3 separate regions of the Sus scrofa genome follow, and regions 1 and 2 are each linked to region 3. A link is a contact called in public HiChIP or PLAC-seq data. All regions are on one chromosome and are shown on one strand. Each heading gives the region's core, a stretch centred on a gene start, on an enhancer-like site or on the middle of the called end of the contact. The rest is flanking DNA. Distances are from core to core; before and after follow the strand shown.

Region 1 (4,447 bases), core at 1,158-3,657, 300 kb after region 3:
TAAAAAGCATCTAAATTAGATAATTAGTGGGTTTTTTTGGGGGGGTGGGGATTTGTTTGTTTGTTGTCTTTTTAAGGCTGCACCCAAGGCATATGGAGGTTCCAGGCTAGGGGTCGAATTGGAGCTGTAGCTGTCCACCAATGCCACAGCCACAGAAACAAGGGATCCAAGCCACATCTGTAACCAACACCACTGCTCATGGCGACGCCGGATCCTTAACCCACTAAGCAAGTCCAGGGATCGAACCTGCATCCTCATGGATGCTAGCCAGATTCATTTCCCCTGAGCCACGAGGGGATCTCCAGATAATTGTTTTAAATCGCTGCAAACATTTATAAATTTTTTTTCAGAAAATTTCCAACAGAATTTAAAGATGATCACATAAGTATTTTCTTCTTGTCAAAATGAGAAACTGCTTTTTAAAATATGAGATCATCTTAAAACAAATGTATACTTGTGGAAGATTATTTCTTATTGGCAAAAAGACTTCTTTCTAAAGTTGAACTTATATGAAATTGCCACCGTTCAACTGTTTTGACCTGAAAAAACCAACAGCACTTTGACATATACAATAGAAATACCATACACTGGGGTTCGACAGGGCCTCTGTTCTCAGGTAGCATATGGATTTAGCCAAAAAGACAGAATAGAGGCCCAGTGCTATCACGGAGTTTAAAAAAACTTTTTGACTTAACTATTCATTTTCTCCTCCATATTTCAGTGTCATACAGACTGAAACAATGACAAATGTTATTTTTTCAATTCATTACTATGTTAAGGATACTTGATAGAAAATAGATTTGGTCCTAACCATCCAGTTTAGGTCCCAGAAGCTATGTTAAAGTGGAAAGGGATGTTAGAAAAAGAAATTTAAAGAAGTTGCCTTTTTGTTTTTATATAATGTACCTTCTATTTCTTCATGTTTTAAAGAAGATGTGCTCCCAATTTCCCTAAGTGTTTTTTTATATAAATCACAATCATGCATACAGCAGAGAGTGAAAAGAGAACTAAGAGTTCACAAAATAATTGGGAGAGAAATACTGGCAGCGAAATAGCTAGGCTGCAGTTATTTTCTAATTAGAAATTTAGTTCTCACCTGTTTCAAACACTCAGGCAGAAATGTTACTGCCCTGACAATCTACCCATCTCCTGCTTTTTAGTTGTACTACATACCTGAAAATATATGATCTAGAGGTTCACGTGAAGGAGAACCAAAAACGATTCTATTATTTAGGAGAAATGTGGAGGCATTCGAGGTCCTTCACTCCCCCCACAATACACACACACCTGGAATGAGGAGAAGAGAAGCAAGGGAAATTCACTCCAGAGCTCCTAAAAAAATCCCTGTTAGGTTTGGAGATCCAAGAAAAAAGATGAAATTTGACATGGGGATGGAGGCAAAAGCTTTGCTCATTTTTGCTTGAATGCACATATTCTACACTGAGGTCCCATAAGGAACTAAAGGTTTCCCTTTAATAACCCATTTCAGGATTTAACAGTTCTGACTAGTAACTAAGGAAGTGTAGAATGCCTACTGATTTACTATTTGTTTAAGCTTCCGTCTGCAGAGAATGAACTGTAACACAATTTAGCCACCAACTGCACATTTTTAAAACAGAGCTTTTAAAAAACAGAATGGCTTTAGAAATAAAGCTCAACACTCACCACATTTCTTTCCAAACTAGTTTCTGTATTCGCTTAAGAAGAGAGGTCAATGACTGGGTCAACAGAGGGCTGGCCACTGCCAAGGCTGATTCATAAAATCAGCAGCCCCCTCTTCTAAGAAGCTTCATTTTCTTCTTAAGTTTTGATTTTTTTTTTTTTTTAGATTAAAAGACCCCCCCGCCCAAACTGCACACATGAAACCTGTTTTTTTAAGCACAATTCTGTAAAAACTGATTCCTAAGCCTCTGGTTACTGCCTTTCACACACTCCTTCTTGATCACAACCACACACAGTAACATCTTCATGCAGGTCTTGCTTATTGAACTATTTTATGGTAGTTTTCCCCAGTTTAATACTAAATCTTGTGTGAAAGCACTGATTCCACGGACCAATAATGCTTTCTCATTTTGGTCAAAAGCTGCTACATGAATTGTTAATTAAATATGCACTTTTTACCCACTATTCTCTCTTTCACACACACCCTCTGGAAATTGTATCTGAGAAGCAGACTACAACTTTCTCCAGACTCACAGATGATAACTCTAGTTTCGGGGAACAAAACCTGGGGTTTCCAGTGCAGTCAGCTTCAGACCTTTGTGTCTGTCTGAGGAAAGAACAAAAGACAGCGCTTCCTCCCTCTACCCCTCCTTAGCACTGGAGGAGGCAGGCTTGACAGAACAGTTGTAGAGAAAAAGAAGACCACGCCAAAGCTAGTTAGAGTTTCCCCTAAACACACACACAAAGCTACCCAAGCTACCCACCTTGGATAGCTGCCTCCTGAGGCTAAAGCGCTGAACCATGGTCACCCTGAGTTATCTTCAGACAAAGCAATCCACGAAGGGAAGGGCTTTTTTAAAAACAGCTTCTGGCAAAAGTCGGTGGCAAAACATTTGTAAGACTGTCACAGAAGTGCAAAGACTGTGACTGGGAGTCTTGGCAAACTTGGAAGCCCTTCATTGTTCTACCGAGACACAGCAAAGCCCGGGTGGAGGGCGAGGGCGGAGGACCGGCGGGGAAGGCGGAATCCTGGAGCTGCTGCGCCCAGCGCCCAGCTACCACTTCCTGTGAGTCAGCCGAGAGGGGTCCGGGCAGAAGGACCACCCCTTCCCTTTCCACCAAATCCTCCCCGAGATTGCCGCCGCGGTGCCACCTGAGACTCCAGGGGATGGACCTGATGTTCTGGTCTGGGTGGGAGGAGGACCAGCGCGCTGGGGTCAGAAGGCATCTGCCTCCAGGAGAAACTGGCAACGGCAACAACTCCTCCCGCCCGACCCTCCTGGGGAGGGGGTCGGCGGCAAAAACAGCACCCCCTAATCAACCTCCACCCAGGTAATCCACTGGACGAATGCTGTGAAAGAAGCCCCGCTCCACACCCGGAGAAGGAAACTCCGCCTCAGGCAACCGGCCGGCTTTGTCTCAGTAATTGGCCAAGCCTTTCCTCTTACTCACAGGGAGGGGCTGACAGCCTCGGGCGGGAATATCAGGTGCAAAGACGCATACTCTGAGAGAGACTTCAACGTCGCTTGGAACTTAAAGCCGTCTCATGAGGTGCTTGTGCTCTCTCATTAGAACAATGGTATTTTTAAAAATATACACACAAAACAGAAGGAACAGACTAGACTGAATTAATGCAGGTAAAGAGGTATGAAACTTAGCAACCGAGAGAGCAGTTCCAAAGACAAAAGTTTTGCTATAATTTGCCAGTCTCTTCCTATCAATCTAGTTCTGCTTCCAGACAGCCAATGGGAGGATAAAGCTTCATTTTAATGAAACTTTCCACTCCAGAAGATTATCTCCGCATTTTTCATTACTTCTGAATGAATTTAACAACTGACCAAGGCAGAACTCTTTGATATACATTAATTTTTCCCTGCTCCAGTGACTCTCAATTCCCTGTAAGCATGACAATGCGTTAGGCTACATATAGCCTTGGTTGAAATGAACCTACTCTGTGCAGTCAACCCATAGTAAATCCCACGTACATAGTACATCCCACCTTACATCCCATTTAAGAATTTTACATCTACCATCCCACTGATTTCTTAAATAATCCTGTGAATATGGATTAATATCCAACTCAGATAAGCAGGGATCTTCTTTCCAAAACCTCAAATATTATTATAAGCAAACCATAGTGTTACTAATTTTTTTCTCTTCAGCTGAGAAAAGTGAAAAATGATTTGAAAAGACATCTTTGTGTAACAGTTATTCTCAACTATGCCCATATCATACACTACTGTTTCCAATTATCATCAAATACATTGCACAATTTTATAAAATTCACCTGAAAGATGACACACACACATTTCACAGTACCTTAGGAAGAGTACAAAAGAGTTATCAAATTCAAACAAATAAAAGGATGCCAAAAAAAAATCACTCTAACCGAAATGCATATCTAACACTTTTATTCCAAAAGCCTTTAATGGAAAAGGATTGAACATATTTAACTAAACTTTTTGTGACAATCCAAAACTAAAAAAATTATCAGATCAATAGCTCCAAAATGAAAACTCCTTCATATCTAGGTTCAGAGTAAGCAATGTAACCTAATATTTAAACTAACTGAAATTTAATTCCAAGTGGAAAAGTAGGTTAACAGAGAACTTGAGTTCTGTGTGTTTTGTTTTGGTTTTAATGGTAAGAGTATCAATAACTCCATTTTTTTCCTCCACAGAAAAAAAGTATCCTGGGAATGTTGAAGAATCAATAAGATACTAATGTGAAAACAATGAAATTCCTTACAGGAAAACAGTGTCTTTAAACATAAACACGCAATGTT
Region 2 (3,953 bases), core at 913-3,412, 430 kb after region 3:
TGCGTTCCTGTTGTGGCTTAGCAGTAACAAATCCAACTAGTATCCATGAGGATGTGGGTTCCATCCTAGCCCACTGAGTGAGGCCAGGGTCCCGCTCAAATCTGGCATTGCTGTGGCTATGGTGTAGGCCAACAGCTGCAGCTCTGACTATGGTGTAGGCCAACAGCTGCAGCTCTGATTTGACCCATAGCCTGGGAACATCCATATGCTGCATGTGCAGCCCTAAAAAATAAAAAAAAAAAGAAAGAAAGAAAGAAAGAAAGGAAGGAAGGAAGGAAGGAAGGAAGAAAAGAAAGAAAGAAAGAAAGAAAGAAAGAAAGAAAGAGAAGGAAAGAAAGAAAGAAAGAAAGAAAATGTGGCCCCTGGACTAGATGCATCCATGTCACCTGGGAGCTTGTTACATACGTAGACCCTCAGTCCCACTCCAGATCACCATAGGCTAAGCCATCTTTTTTTTTTTTTTTTTTTTTTTTTTTTTTTTTTTTCTTTTTTGGCTACCCCACAGCACATGGAGCTCCCAGGCCAGGGATCAGCCAAGACATAAGCTGCAACTGCCGCAATGCCGGATCCTTAACCCACTGTGGCGGGAAGGTGATGGAACCTGAGTCCCAGTGCTCCCAAGACACCACTGATCCCGTTGTGCCAAAGCGGGAGCTCCTAAACCAACATTTTAATATAACCCCCATGCAATGCATATACATATTATAGTTTGAGAAGCACTGGGCCAGATGACATATAATTTGAAAAATTACAATGAACATGAACTGCAACAAATATTAAAAATTTACAAATGAAACTAAGGAATATTAGCAATAATATTGATGGAAATTAAGGCAGAGAGGGAGTTCCCGTCGTGGCGCAGTGGTTAACGAATCCGACTAGGAACCATGAGGTTGCAGGTTGGGTCCCTGCCCTTGCTCAGTGGGTTAACGATCCGGTGTTGCCGTGAACTGTGGTGTAGGTTGCAGACATGACTCAGATCCCACGTTGCTGTGGCTCTGGCGTAGGCCGGTGGCTACAGCTCTGATTCAACTCCTAGCCTGGGAACCTCCATGTGCCGCGGGAGCGGCCCAAGAAATAGCAACAACAACAACAACAAAAGACAAAAAGACAAAAAAAAAAAAAAAGAAATTAAGGCAGAGGAGCTAAACACCTTAAATTGTTTGGGGAGTTCCCGTTGTGGCTCAGCAGAAACGAATCTGACTAGCATGCATGAGGATGCAAGTTTGACCCTGGCCTTGCTCACTGAGTTAAGGATCCAGAGTTGCCTTGAGCTGTGGTATAGGCCACAGATGCAGCTTGGATCCAGCGTTGCTGTGGCTGTAATGTAGGCCAGCAACTATAGCTCCAATTTGACTCCTAGCCTGGGAACTTCCACATGCTATGGGTGTGGCCCTAAAAAGACCAAAAAAAAAAAAAACCTTACATTGATAAAATCCAGCTAAATTCCACTCAAGTATTGCAAAATCTTTGCAGCAATAATTTATCACATTTCCAAATACTCTCGTGTCAGTAAGTGTTTAACTTTACTAATATGGGTAACCAGTACAGAACATGGCTTCACAAAATTAAAATTTGGTAAAAACTATTCAGGGTCGAGAGTGACCATAGACTACTGTCACATCTAGTGTCCGTGATGTATTAGCGCAGGTAAGCACTGAAACTGCCTATTTTCATAAAAGCAAAACAAGTAACTGTTGTACAGAAAAGTGCCACATGCCAATGACATTTTTTTTAAGGCCTCACCCGTGGCATAAGGAAGTCCCCATGCTAGGGGTCAAATCGGAGCTGCAGCTGCCAGCCTATGCCACAGCAACAGCAAGACCAGATCTGAGCCACATCTGCAACCTATACCACAGCTCACAGCAATGCCAGATCCTTAACTTGAACGAGGCCAGGGATGGAACCAGTATCCTGGTGGATACTAGTCGGGTTATTATTGCTGAGCCACAAAGGGAACTCCCACATGCTAGTGACTTTACACTTCTAATTACTGTGCTAGTTTCTGTCTCTCACCTCACAGCATTTGCTTCTGTTTCCTGTGCATGGTATACCTAACTCTGCTGACCTTTCATTTCATTTCCTGAGAGGCCTTCCTTGACCCCACAGACAAGGTTAGTTTCTCCTAACGTACACCCAGATCATCATGAACTTCCCCTTTCTTAGCCCAGCATACGTGTAACTTCCCCTTAAACATCTGCTTTCTTCTCTGGACTGTGAGCTCCATAGTGCAAGAACTTGGTCCCTGTCATTCTGAGCCCAGTGACCCTCCATTTATCTTTAGGTGCTCAATAAATGCTTATTGGGTTAATAAATGATTAAGTGGTGACTCTATTCACATTAAAAGAGTCATGACCCTGCCTTCTATGTGTACAACCCTTTATTCTTGTTAGTAAACTTTTATTTCTATTATCCCATATTTTTTTATTTTCAGCCACATGGATGGCATGTGGAAGTTCCCAGGCCAGGGATTGACCTGAGCTGCTGCAGCTACAGCACCAGATCCTTAAATCACTATGCCACAAGGGAACTCCTTTGTTATCCCATTTGAGCTTCCAAAGACCCAGATCTACCTGGTTAGCTTTTCTCAGCCCTTAAAATGCATATGAGATCTCCAACCTCTCAGATCAAGCATGACTAGAGATGGAGCGGTGCATGCCTTCCAGTCCTAACTCTGCCACTGCACACCTGTGTCTTGGGCAAGTGACCTCACCTCTCTGGGCTCCAATCCCCTGATTTGTTCTTACCTCTCAGGTACACATACACATGACAAGTAAGTGAAAATATACATAAAAAGCATTTGGAACCTGGCACCTGCTAAATGTTAGCTATTGATACAGGAATACGATGAAGATCAAGAGCGACAGGGCCAATATTACCTTCTAGATTAAGTACCTTCTAGATTAAGTTGAGTTAAAAAGCAACCAGACACAAAAGACCATGTATTGTATGATTCTATTTCATGAAGTTCAAGGACAGGCAAAACAAAGCTATGATGATAGAGGCAGATCAGAATAGAGGGGGTAGGTGGCCAGCATTCTGACTTGGGAGGGGTACACAGCAGTCTTTTTGGGTATTGGAAATCTTGAATCTTGATCTGGGTGGTGGCTGCACACGTGAGTGTGCACATAGAAATATATTAAGATCTATGTGTTTTACTGAATGTAATTTTTTTTCTTTTTTTTAGGGTCACACCCATGATATATGGAAGTTCCCAGGCTAGGGGTCAAATTGGAGCTACAGCTGCCGGCCTACACCACAGCCACAGCAACACAGGATCCAAGCTGCCTTTGTGACCTACACCACAGCTTGTGCCAACACCAGATCCTTAACCCACTGAGCAAGGCCAGGGATTGAACCCAAATCCTCTCAATGTCAGGTTTTTAACCCACTAAGCCACAATTGGAACTCTATACTGCATGTAATTTTAACTTTGTTTTTTTTCTCTTTTTATGGCCATACCTGTGGCATATGGAAGTTCCAAGGGTAGGGTTGAATTGGAACTGTAGCTGCAGGCCTACGCCATAGCCACAGCAACACAGGATCCAAGTCACATCTGTGACCTATACCACAGCCTGCAACAACACCAGGTCCTTAACACACTGAATGAGACCAGGGATCGAACCTGCATCCTCAGAGAGACAGCATCAGGTTCTTAACCCAGTGAACCACAATGGGAACTCCTCCTCATTTTTAAATTTAGGCAGAAGTAAGGAATTGTGACCAATCTCCTTTATCTTGGCATAAAAAACTTCCCCCAACTCTTTCTCTCCCTCCCACCAAGAACCTCAGAGGGGAGCCTTGGTGAAATTTTATTTCTCTCCCCTTGTTTCTTTCTTTCTTCCTTTCTTTCTTTTTTTTTTTTTTTTTTTTTTTTTTGTCTTTTTGCCTTTTCTAGGGCCACTTCCCATGGCATATGGAGGTTCCCAGGCTAGGGGTCTAATTGGAGCTGT
Region 3 (4,419 bases), core at 838-3,337:
TACGAATGGTGCCCACACCTGGGGGTGTCAGCCTTGCCATCCCTGTCCTTCAGGAACCGAATGCCAACAGCGTGGCCTGGAACACCCAGTGTGAGGACATGCTCTGCTTCTCTGGGGGAGGCTACCTCAACATCAAGGCCAGCACCTTCCCTGTGCACCAGCAGAAGTTGCAGGGCTTTGTGGTTGGTTATAACGGCTCCAAGATCTTCTGCCTCCACGTCTTCTCCATGTCAGCTGTGGAGGTGCCACAGGTAACCTGGGGCCCATCAGCTCCTCACAGGGGAGGGCGAGTGAGACCAGGAAAGCCAGGCTCCTTGCTGGTGCTTGGGAGGGGGTGGCAAGGACAGAGGGAAGAGAGAAAAGAGTGGCAGCTGTGATATTCTGGAAGGCACTCTGAACCTGAACCGCAACCCTATCTCCACCCCTTGCAGCCTGTGTGTCTTTGGGCAAACAGCTCAACCTCCCTGATCCCCTTTCCTGGGAGGGGCGGAAGTATTGCTCCTGCAGATGAAACCTCGGATTTACTTTACTTGCTTTACTGAATGTGATTATAAATAAGACAGAGTTTTAATCACTTCCTTTCCCTCCATCTTCTTGTTAACCTAACATTTACATCCTGCAGACCCATCACTTTGTATGAATTATTGGCCATCAGTTAGCAATCTGGCTTTTCCACTCAGCAGTCTGCTGGAAGCATGACTCTTCCTCAGTACATGTGCTCCTCTGGCATTTCAAATACAGAGATTGTGGATTCACATGCAATTGTAAGAAGTCATACAGAGAGCCTTAGTACAACTTGCCCAGGTATTCCCATTGGGGACAGTTTGCAAAACTACAGCACAAATTTATCACCTGTGTAGGTGCATGGTTCTACTGCCACCAGCTCATGAGATCCCTGGTGTTGGATTGCCCTTTGTTATAACCACACCTCCCTTCCTGCTGCCCTGCCCCCTCCCCTCATTGGTTTTTTAGTTTGTTGCTTTGGCTATAGCATGCAGAGGCTTGATTTGGGATCTCAGTTCCCAGACTGGGGATTGAACCTGGGCCTAAGCAGTGAAAGCGCTAAATCCTAACCACTAGACCACTAGGGAACTCCCCAATACCACTTGATTTTAATGACTACTTTTTGTCTTATCATATAGATCTTCCATAACTTAACCAGTACTTAGAGTTGGATAGTCATACTGTTTACAGCTTTTTTGCTATTGTAGATAGTGGGCGTCTTTCTAGCTAAGTCTTTGTACCTATCCCAACTTAGGTCCTTGGTATAAATTCCTAGAAGTGAAATTAATGGGTCAGAGGTCGGTCATGTCCTTGGAAAGATTCGTAGGTCTGTCTCGACTGCCTTGCAGCTGGGATCCTATAATCTGCACCCCTTCACATACCTCATCTTCACTCTCGCCCCCTGCTATTGCTCCTTGTGAAGGGTAGGGCTGGGGTCCACTGCTCCCTCTCAGCCGATGTTACCCTTGTTACTGCTTCAGGAATCAATAGCGCCTGGTATTGAGGAGGTATTCAGTAAGCAATAGTAGAATTCAGATCTGAGGAACAGGAAAGAGAAAAAAGAAAGCCAGAGAACGAAGGGAGAGAGTTGGGTGGGGGTGGGGCAGGAGGGGCAGGGAGAGCAGCCCCACTGACTGTTCCTCGAGGTCCTAGTCGGGTCTGCATCCTGCACTGGCCCTACAGCCTCCAGAAACCCAGCCTTTGTCCATCCAGCCAAACAGGCCATGCTGATAGAGTTTTCCTCCAGGACTGCTATTCTGGCCTCAAAGATAAATGCACTTTGCTGCTCCCTGACTTGGGCCGACCAAGAGGAGCCAGAGGGGTGGCCTGGGCTTCCTCTTGCCAAGCCCTTAAGTTTCAGAGCCAGAGGGCCCTCCCCCACCTCTGAGGCTGCACCAAGGCCATCCTGCTGATGCAGCAGGTCAGAATTGCCAAGGGTTAGGAAAGGCAGCCTGAAGACAAAGGCTATTTATCTGTCGCCTCTGCCTCCAGCCATCCTGTGGTTTTGGCCTACAGAGGAGGGAGAAAGCATCAGGCCCACTCTGGGGATTTCTGGTTTCCTTTCGAAATTTACATCATCTTGTGCAAGAATTGGTTAGTCAGGGCTGCCAAGTAGGGCGGCAAGCCCTCTCGGGCTTCTCAGGGCCGTGGTGACTTCATGCTTGGAATGTAGCAGTAAGATAAAGTGGAGCTCAGTGGGCATTTGTTTGGTTAGGGTATTTTTAAAACTACTGTTCTCATATTGTGCCTCGCAGGCAAACCTGAATTGTATGCTGATTCTGTTGTGCCTGTCCCATCCCTGCCATGGGCTTTGAGCTTTGACTCTGCTGCCTAAACCAGCTGTGACCTTGAGCAGCTCCTTTCACTCTTTGGGCCTCACTTTTCTGTGTAGTGGAGCTAAATATAAGATCTTTCAGGTTTTGTCTGGCCCAATTCCTATTCCCCTTATTATTATCAATCTTAAAATAGCAAACACTACAAAAAAACTAAATTAGAACAAAGGGTGCTCACTGGAGGAATTAAGAAAGGAAAGCTCTTTGTGCCTGGGGAATTTGAGAAAGCTTCCAGGAGGTGGCGACATTTTATCTGAGCTCGGAAAGATCTGGAGAGAAGCAGCTAGTGTGTCTGGAGCAAAGGGAAATGGGAGCCCTCCTGGAGTCGGGAGATGGGGAGGAGCTGGTGCTGGGAAGGTGCAGTGGGGAGGGGGCAGGCCCATACATGCCAGCCCCTTCCCTCTTCCAGAGCACTTGTGCCTGCCCCAGTAGCTAGAAGGGCAGGGCATTACAGCAGAAGCTAATCAGCTTACACCAAATCACACAGCAAAGCTGTGGCTGCTCCCTGGCTCCTCCCATGCTGCCCCCTCCAAGCAGGAGTAGGGGTGGCTCCGAGAAGAATGTGAGCGTTCAGAAGCGATTTTGCTGGCTTGCTGTCAGAGGGTAGAATGGCTTAAAAAGAAACAAGTTTCCTTCAACTTCAAAGATAAAGGTCCCAAATGGAGAAAACAGCATGTCCAGCTCCACATGTGGCAGCCATTATCAGAGGTCCTGGCTGATTGGTGTCCACTGCCCCAGAACCCAGAAGGAGGTGTGCAGTTTGTTTAGCACTTCTGACTGCCTGAAAACAGGCAGGGCCTCTGGTCAATGAAGACCCCGGGCCCAACTCACACATGTTCTCGTGTGCGTGTGTCCACACGACACATGCACACACGCACACACCCCCTACCCAGGAGGCAGGGAGGAGCCAGAACTTGGTCACGCTCCCCCGCCCCTGGTCCATCCCCAGGTCTTCCATGTGCCATTTCTGTGTCTTTGGCAGATCAGTCACCCTCTCAGTCTCCAGGCAGTGGTCAGGGAGCAGCAATATCCACTGCACAGGGCTGTTGAGACTGATCCTAAACTACTTTGTAAACCTAAAAAGAGAAGTTTTTAGGACCCATTCAGATATCACGGTGAGGCAGCCGTGTCCCACCAGAGGAATAGCAAGAAGGTTCCCAGTGCCAGGACCTAGGAGGGGTTGCCTTTCTTGGAGTAAGGAGGTTTCTCGGTATCTTTGCAAGAGGCCACTCCAGGGCCCTTCTTCACAGTGACGTTCATTCCTTCAGCATCATAGGCTGAGGGCCTGCTGAGGAAGGTAAGTATGACCCGCTGCCACCCTCAGGTTGTGCACAGCCTTGGGGGATAGGCTTGTAATTAAAACACAACATGAGGTTTAGGACAAGAGGCACAGGGGAGGCTCAGGCCCCTTCCCTGGAGGGGTCAGTGAAGACTTCCAGAAGAGATGACATTTAAAACCAAGCAGGTACTTTGCAGAGGGTGAGGTCTTATGATACGGCCAACCTAAGGGGTAGAAATCCATGCTGTGGAACACGGTGGCTCTGTGGTGTTTGGCTGTGAAAGAGATGGCAGAATGGAAGGTATGTGAGCTGGGCCAGGCTGAGGCCGAGCAGTGTGCTGATGTGGCGCCATGGCCCTGTTCTGCCAGCGTAAATAATGAAGTTGGTGCACACAGCCAGCTTCAGGCCTCACGTGAATCTGAGTTCTTTGGTGGCTCTGAAAGCAGCTTTCTTTCTTCTGGATGCCGTCCTGCAGTCTGCTCCAATGTACCAGTACCTGGATAGGAAGATGTTCCGGGAAGCCTACCAGATTGCTTGCTTGGGTGTGACAGACACTGACTGGCGTGAGCTGGCCATGGAAGCTCTAGAAGGATTGGAGTTTGAGACAGCAAAGAAGGTAAGCATCAGTCAGCATGAGCTGGGATTTGGTCCTCGAAGGGTCCCTTGAGGAGGCCAGAGGGGGTCCAGGTGATGTGTGGATAGGCAAATGCCCCCTGTCGTGGGCTCAATTTAGATTGACGTGGGCTGAGATCCCAGCTCAGCCACTGCCCAACTGTGCAGTTGCTCATCTGTAGAATGAAGGT

Evidence for each region. HiChIP or PLAC-seq counts read pairs in DNA pulled down with a chosen protein or histone mark.
Region 1: a contact with region 3 is called in an H3K27ac HiChIP or PLAC-seq map of alveolar macrophages. The contact joins two enhancer-like sites. A contact is called at or near these places in 1 of 47 Hi-C or Micro-C datasets (retroperitoneal adipose tissue) and 1 of 2 datasets of contacts at active chromatin or transcription factors (alveolar macrophages).
Region 2: a contact with region 3 is called in an H3K27ac HiChIP or PLAC-seq map of alveolar macrophages. The contact joins two enhancer-like sites. A contact is called at or near these places in 3 of 47 Hi-C or Micro-C datasets (embryonic fibroblasts, omental adipose tissue and skeletal muscle) and 2 of 2 datasets of contacts at active chromatin or transcription factors (alveolar macrophages and skeletal muscle).

Annotation. Positions count from the first base shown.
Region 1 is chr13:69,172,089-69,176,535 of Sscrofa11.1, forward strand. The region is part of intron 1 of TMCC1 (transmembrane and coiled-coil domain family 1); the gene reads right to left. Among named protein-coding and RNA genes, the nearest start is that of TMCC1, 49 kb to the right of the region's middle. Within about 2 kb of position 2,408, at least 52 of the 83 cell types and tissues checked have an H3K27ac peak or open chromatin away from gene starts, as enhancers often do. A contact at or near this core is called in alveolar macrophages and retroperitoneal adipose tissue, where this site is marked.
Region 2 is chr13:69,300,204-69,304,156 of Sscrofa11.1, forward strand. No RefSeq gene overlaps it. Among named protein-coding and RNA genes, the nearest start is that of TRH, 62 kb to the right of the region's middle. Within about 2 kb of position 2,163, at least 8 of the 83 cell types and tissues checked have an H3K27ac peak or open chromatin away from gene starts, as enhancers often do. A contact at or near this core is called in alveolar macrophages and omental adipose tissue, where this site is marked.
Region 3 is chr13:68,870,559-68,874,977 of Sscrofa11.1, forward strand. It overlaps IFT122 (intraflagellar transport protein 122 homolog), which reads left to right. Exons shown (of 30, transcript XM_021069363.1): 14 at 54-251; 15 at 4,092-4,232. Among named protein-coding and RNA genes, the nearest start is that of RHO, 36 kb to the right of the region's middle. Within about 2 kb of position 2,088, at least 50 of the 83 cell types and tissues checked have an H3K27ac peak or open chromatin away from gene starts, as enhancers often do. A contact at or near this core is called in alveolar macrophages, omental adipose tissue and retroperitoneal adipose tissue, where this site is marked.